Regions from separate parts of the Ovis aries genome. Here region 2 is linked to region 1. The links are chromatin contacts, called in public Hi-C maps. All regions are on one chromosome and are shown on one strand. The core of a region is the stretch at or near the end of the contact, and the rest is flanking DNA. Distances in the headings are between cores, read along the strand shown.

Evidence for each region. A called contact is a pair of places that touch in the nucleus more often than the background predicts.
Region 2: a contact with region 1 is called in a Hi-C map of skin fibroblasts, with 4 times the contacts expected there. The contact joins two enhancer-like sites. A contact is called at or near these places in 2 of 16 Hi-C or Micro-C datasets (hypothalamus and skin fibroblasts).

What each region holds. Positions count from the first base shown.
Region 1 is chr26:24,550,626-24,554,295 of ARS-UI_Ramb_v3.0, forward strand. No RefSeq gene overlaps it. Among named protein-coding and RNA genes, the nearest start is that of TNKS, 100 kb to the right of the region's middle. Within about 2 kb of position 1,761, at least 4 of the 54 cell types and tissues checked have an H3K27ac peak or open chromatin away from gene starts, as enhancers often do.
Region 2 is chr26:24,717,010-24,720,710 of ARS-UI_Ramb_v3.0, forward strand. All of the region lies in intron 3 of TNKS (tankyrase), which reads left to right. Among named protein-coding and RNA genes, the nearest start is that of TNKS, 65 kb to the left of the region's middle. Within about 2 kb of position 2,267, at least 2 of the 54 cell types and tissues checked have an H3K27ac peak or open chromatin away from gene starts, as enhancers often do.

The sequences.
Region 1 (3,670 bases), core at 511-3,010:
GGGATTGTTTTTAAGATTAACTTTTAAGGCACTCTTGAGATTTGCATAAATCTCCTTTAATAATAAATTCCTGTTCAGCTATTCTGCTTCCCTCTATATTTGGAACCATTCCCCTTTTTAATACCTTTTGTCTTTTCAGTCATTTTTACAGAGGGTTAGGTAATAAAACCACAAAGAACTTATCCCACAGAAATTTCCCTGAAACATTTGCCTTTCTCAGAACGGATTGTTTTATGAGCATATTTTATCCACTTGCATAAAACAGTAAGACAAATTTGCCTTCAAAAAGAAAATAGGTTGCATGCATCTTTAACTTTAGCATTTCAATTAGAATAAGCAATAACATGCTTTCAAAATACTAGACAGATAGCCCAGTGTGCTGGTTATTTCATTTTGATCATATAATTGTGCCTAATATATGGAACAGGAAGTAGTGAAGGACAGAGGAGCCTGGCGGGCTATAGTCCTGCTGCTGCTGCTAAGTCGCTTCAGTCGTGTCCGACTCTGTACGACCCCATAGACGGCAGCCCACCAGGCTCCCCCGTCCCTGGGATTCTCCAGGCAAGAACACTGGAGTGGGTTGCCATTTCCTTCTCCAGGGCTACAGTCCATGGGGTCGCAAAGAGTCGGACATGACCGAGCACGTGGCAGGACCCTTTCTTCATGCCATACAACCCATGCCTACCCAAAGGGTCACTAACCCAGCTTGATCTACACGTCACACACCAAACTTTGAATTTTCATAACATTTGTAGAGCCAACCTTCATCTCACCTCTAAAATCCTTCCAGCATCAGTGTTTTCCAATGAGTTGGCTCTTCATGTCGGGTGGCCAAAGTATTGGAGCAAATAGGAAAATATTACCTATATTTCCAAGTCCTTTACTGTTCTATCACTATAGCAACAATAATGGTAACAGGTAACATATCGGCCCCCTGCCCTCAGGTTGCTCAAAATCAGATGAGTGCACAAAATTCTGTTGGTGAATGGGATAAGTAATATCCCATTACAGCTATGTCTAGATATTTATTTTTCACCCCGCAAAGGCATTTCTGAAAAAAGCAGCAGTTGCAGAGGTGCCTAGTCATTTGGCTGAGAAAAAAAGCAAGCGTATATGCCCCTAATGGCCAGATGTGTTTCTAGACTTTTATTTTCCGTGGGCCACAAGAGTTCAAGCTGCCCATTATGCTTTCCAGCTACAGTCACTCTCTAACTTTCTCTTCTCATTCAGCCCTTTCCTCCTGTCACATGTTTCCCATACCTAAGGATCTCCAAGGAAGAGTTTCTTCATGCTGATAATTAGGGTTGATGTATTCATGGGGCTTTATTTTCCCATCAGATCATCCCATCTGAGGCCAACATTCCTTTTGAAGTCTGGAGAATCTGAAGCTTGGAGGAGCTGAGCAACTCCCAGAGAACAGAGCCTCTGGGAATAAAACTTCAGAATGATCTTAAGATCATTAGCACTCTCTTTCCTCCTTGCTCAAAGAGTATCTCTTTGGAAAATCTTTGGTGGTGAAAGTCATTAATGATCACATATAAAACCCTAATTAATCAAAGTATGAATCCAATTCTTGATGAGCTCTTTTCATCCCCATTAGATTTGGAGTTTGCAGAAATCTGGACTATTTTAGCCCATAACAAAAGGTGGATATATTAAAATGTTGAAGTCTGAATCATTGGTGCTATCTTTTCATTGCATCCAATTCCTGGTGACCTTGCATGAGTCACTGTTCAACACTGAGGATTTCAAATGCAGTCAAAAAGGAGCAATGAATGTTCATCTTTGGCTACCAACTCCTCAAACATGTCATGTGTGAGTCACAGTTGCTCAATCATGTCCAACTTTTTCCAACCCCCACGGACTGTAGCCCGCCAGGCTCCTCTGTCCATGGGATTTCCCAGGCAAGAGTACTGGAGTGGGTTGTCATTCCTTTCTTCAGGGGATCTTCCCAACCCCAGGATCGAACCTGTGTCTCCTGAATTGGCAGGCAGATTCTTTACCACTGAGCCACCTGGGAAGCCTCTCAAAAATGATATGTACCCGTAATATTCAGTATTCAGTTAGTTCTCGTAAATGAGCTAGAAAAATTACATTTTGCCAGGACTGATCTTCTTGTTTCTCTGGCAGACAGCTGCCTAGGAAATGCACTCTGCACTGTTGTTTATTACTTGAGAATCTGCTGTTGTAGAAACACAGGCACATTTACAACACCAAAGAGGGATGGATGGAAACAAAGCGGGGTACAGAAATGAACTCTGTGATTTTCTGTTATTTATTAAAGCTCTCTAAGCATCAGTTTCTTCATCTGTATAATGAAGATAATATTTTCTGCCCATTCTACAGGATGATTATGAAAATCAGTTCATCAATGTATAAGCAGTACATATGAAGTCCCACACTGTGATAGCTAGTTCTGGAAATATAAAAGTATTACTTCTTGACTTCATGACTTTAATGGAAAAATAAAATAATTTATGTAAATGGTTAGAATCTTTACAAATACAAAATAGTAGCAGAGGTTATGGTCCACTCAAAAAGTCAATATTGGACGGGAAGTCAGAGACTCAGCAATCCAGCTGTATCATTTTAAACAAACTGAGTTCCAGAGAGATAAAGGGCTTATGCAAGGATGTACAACTTGAGGATCAAATATTTGTTGTTAGAATATCCCAATATTTAAGGTGTACTATGATTAGTCACTTAATCATGTCCGACTCTTTGCGACCCCATGGACTGAAGCCCACCAGGCTCCTCTGTCCAAGGGATTCTCCAGCAAGAGTACTGGAGTGGGTTGCCATTTCCTCCTCCGGGAGATCTTCCCAACCCATGGATCGAACCCAGGTCTCCTGCATTGCAGGCAGATTCTTTACCATCTGAGCCACCAGGGAAGTCTTTAAGCAGATTCCTAGAAATTCAGTAAGAGCCAGGCTAATCTGCTAAAATGTAAACAGTTCTGTGGGGAAAGCTGAGTACTTTTTTAGAGAAACCACTTAGCTCTGTTGGACACTGCAGGTAAAAGGACAGACTCGGGAGACAGACTGATGGGTTTGGAATTCTGATTCCGTCACTTATTAACTAGTGGCCTTGGGCCTGGGTTATTTAAATTTTCTGTCCCATTTCTTCCTCTGTAATATGAAGATACCAATAGTACCAAACTCCACAGGACCATCAATGAAACTCCGTCAAACTCCACACTGACACAGAGCGTCAATGAATTAATATGTAATGGCCTCAGAGCAAAGTCTGGCAAATGACAAGCTCTCAGGACCTATTATTTATTAATATATTTACATCAACTGGAGGCTCATGTGGGTTACTCTGTTAGTAAGAGAGTTGCCTAGAGAAGGGGTGACTGGGGAAGACAGTCACACTAGACCGAAGGGCTGCGTCCAGAGCAATGATCGCCCTGAATGGACTGTCCCAGCAAACCAACCAGAGCTGCTATAGCCTAAATAGCCGTTAGGCTATTCCTTCCCTTTCGTACAAGTGTCAGCTAACATCCTGAGCATTTCAAGTATTATGTATGCATGAGGACAAGGCTGAGCAGGAGACCATCCTTCTCATCAGCTCAGCTCCTGCAGCATCTCTGGTTCAATTCGAGCAGCCAGTGGTTCGCAGGGAAGAGGCAGCCCCTTTTCTGAAATAAAGGCATTGATCACCCATCATT
Region 2 (3,701 bases), core at 1,017-3,516, 170 kb after region 1:
GTACTAATGGTAGATTCGATGGACATGAGTTTGAGCAAGCTCCGGGAGTTGGTGATGGACAGGGAAGGCTGGTGTGCTGCAGTCCATGGGTTCGCAGAGTCATACACGACTGAGCAACTGAACTGAATTTTAGATTAATTTTATTTTTAATTTATCTCTAACTCCATGCTTTAAAATACTGGCTACCTGCATGCTAACCTTCAGTCACATGTCATAAGGATTGCTACATTGCAGGGTTGGAACATTCCTGTGGTAGATAAAAATATGCCAAGACTGATAAGCATTTCATGAAATCATTGTAATATAAGGTAAATCTAAAGTTTAAAATTAACAAAAAACAAAACACATCATATATAGTAAAATTCATAGTTTGCATTATGGCTTAGCATTATTGACTCATGGATATAGGTGAAGCTGGCTACTAGAAAACAATAGTTTATTAAGAAATATCAAATATCTAAAACAGGAATTTACTAAACACACAGACCACGTATATCTTTTGGAATGAAGTTTTCTGTCTCATAAGGAAGTGAGATTTACTCTCTGTAAGGTTCTCTCAATCTCAGTGAAGTTCTACCTCTTCACAGTATGGAGGAGAAGGGAGAGGTCATCTGCATGGTTTTCTAACTATCTTCCCCTGAATAGCTTTCACTTTTTCTTGGGATTATTTAATTTTTTTAAACCTATTTTTTCCACCAGTTGATTAATGTTGTACATCAGTTTTTATAGCTTTCTGCTCATATTGTGATTGCAACTTTCTGTGGACCCAGAAAATGTTTAGGACAGAAAGATAAAATGCCTCCACTTTTTCCACTATACAAAAGCTATTGTATTATAGAGAAAGTTAGTGGAGTATGGAGAAATCTATTCTCTCAGATCTCTTAAATGTCAGTTGTTTTGAATAAGAATTCTTTCACTGATGTTAATTAAAAAGAGGTCCTATCTCCCTGATGATTTACAGGGAGAAATAATAAACAATTGTCAGTAAAGCAATTGCTTTAAAATTTGAAAAGCTTTGTCACCATCATCGTCATCACCATTATCATGTGTCGAAGATTGGGAAGTGTCGTTGGGTGTTGTAATTTATATTATCCCTGACCCTCAGAGGAACCCACAAGATAAGCTTTATCTTTGTCATTTTACAATGAGAAACATGAAGCTGAGAGGAAGGTTAAATGATTTGGTCAAACTCCCATGGCTAGTCAGTAGTCGACCCAGGGTTTATTCAAAATATCTGGCACAAAAGTTAATGTTCCTTTGATATGACTTACTGGTGATTCCCAAGCCAGACCCAGGTCATGTACCCCCTGGATATATGCACAAACCACCCTGTCTTTGTGATGAAAGTCATAAAGTTAGAGGAAGAAAAAAATTTAAAGGCAGCAGTAATAAGTTGGTTCAGTCTTTTTGTTTTTTTATTCCAGCATGCCCTTAATTCCCTATGCCATTAATTCACTATTTCCCTATGAACTTACTGCCATAATTAGTCCATTGTTGAATACCTTAAATAGTTAGGAATATTCTCCTATATTTTAAGCCAAATACAATAACTTCTTGTTTGGAGCCAAATTGTATATGGCTAAGCACTTTTCTTTTTGAGCACCTCCTCTGAAATGACAAGAGTAGATAGGACCCTTTGTATAGCTGCAACCATCACCTCTACCACCTTGTCTTTTGGTCGTGTAAGCCCAATAGCTGCCTTCCTTCCTTTTTCTTTTTTAATTCTGCTGATACAACATGAGTTTCCATGTGCTTTTCTGTAAATTCGTCAAGTTGATTCATTGAGTTTCCTGTCAAATCAGCTCCAGAGTAGTGAATCCAGGCTACTCTTACGCCAGTTTTTAGTCTTTCTTGACTTACATATTTGAACAGTTGCGTGTGTTTGTTTTTTTACTCTAACATCAGGACACTACATTTATCCTCCTCGTTCTTTATATTCTTTTTGTAATGTTCGCCATCAGTTGCCATTATTCTGTATCCTAAGTTCAGGTTCTTCAAGACCAGATATTGTTCCTCCATGTTATCTAGATAACCAGCTTTTTTTGGTTTTTGTTGTTTTTTTTTTTTCAAATTTCCATTTCTCTTAAGTTAGTCAGCAGGAAGAAATAATGAATTTACCAAGTCCTTTGGTCTTTTGCCCAGGACTTTCACAGTCACTGGAAGTTGTCTATATTACTTGGTAAAGTTATTCATCTCTACAAGATTCAGTAAAAGTGGTTAGTGGAGTATGATACACTTTCTAGACACACTCTCAGTCACTTCTTGGCATGTACATTTGAATGAGGTAACCTTCTAAAAAGCTTGTGCTGTCCCTGTGAGTCATCATTAACCATACTGGTCCCTTTCTCTAAATGCTGTAGCATATTACAAGGACTCTTCAGTGCCTAATTATCAATTATCACATACATCTTTAAAAGCCTTAGATTACCTACTAAGATAAGCCTCGTTTTTGCATTATGCTGCTCATTAATGTTCAGTACTTCTTATGTATTACTCACCTCTTGAGTTTCTAGCCTTCTCAACTTTATTATTGGATTCTCTTCTTCTCCCAGCTTCGTTCCTTCCTCTGTTTTTACTACTTTTCTCTTTTACTACTTTTCTCTTTTTTCTCCTTCTTCCATTTCCCTTTCCCTATTCTCTCTCCCACCCAGCACTCCCCTCCTACCAAAGAAATGTCCAGAAGTCGTGCTCTGAGCCAGAAGCTGCTTATGCCCAGGAGAGCTTCTTAGATCACTCGGAGAAGGTGCTCCTCCTCAGCGAGTGTTCACTCAGTTGCGTGACCTTCCAGCTCAGGGTAGTTTTAGACGCACACTGCGCCGAACTGTGGCTACTGGACACGTAAATGGGTCTAGTGCCGCATGTTGAAGTGATAATATTCTAGATATACTGGATGAAATAAAATATTAAAATTAGTATCCTCTGGTTACCTGTTTTTCAGTGTGGCCACTGGAAAACTTGAAATTACATATGTGCTTTGAATTCTATTCCTACTAGACAGCTATTTTAGACACTCTAAAAGGAAATACATAAAGAGATTCATTAGCACAAAGAAAAAGAGGAAAATGAATTATACATGAAGAAATAATAAAATGCATAGCATTCTGGAGCCATTTTGGATGGGCACATGTCAATATACCCAGAGCGCTTTGTTACATTATTGCGCAGTCTGGTGGAGGTTGAACATAATCAACCCTGATTTGTCAAGAAAGGTTAAATTATGTTTGGAATAATCCATTTTTGAATGCATAGAAGTGTTTAATGTATTTCAGAAAGAAATTCCCTCAAGAGCAGAGGAATTAAAATGCTAAATTAGCAGTTATGTTGAAAACTTGGCTATCTAGAGTGTTTTAGTCCTTGAGTTTTCCAAGAGAATTAATTTTTATGGCTGCAGCTTTTTAATAAGGCTAAGTGGTAATTTTTATGTGAGGGTAGTTGATTAATTTACAGGAGCAGAATAAGCCCCTAAAAGAATAAAAGTACCAAAATATCAAAACCACTTTTTCTTCAGAAATGTTTCTTAATATTTGATAGGAAGTGTTATATTTATATTAAAATTATTTCAAAAAGAATTTATTATTTAAAATTAGTACACAAATTTGAACTCTTCATTCAAGAAGCTTTTGTGTTTAATACCTGCAATCTCTGTCTTTGTTCATCTACATTTAGAAATGGTAGTAAATGTTTCTCAAAGGCAAATTCTA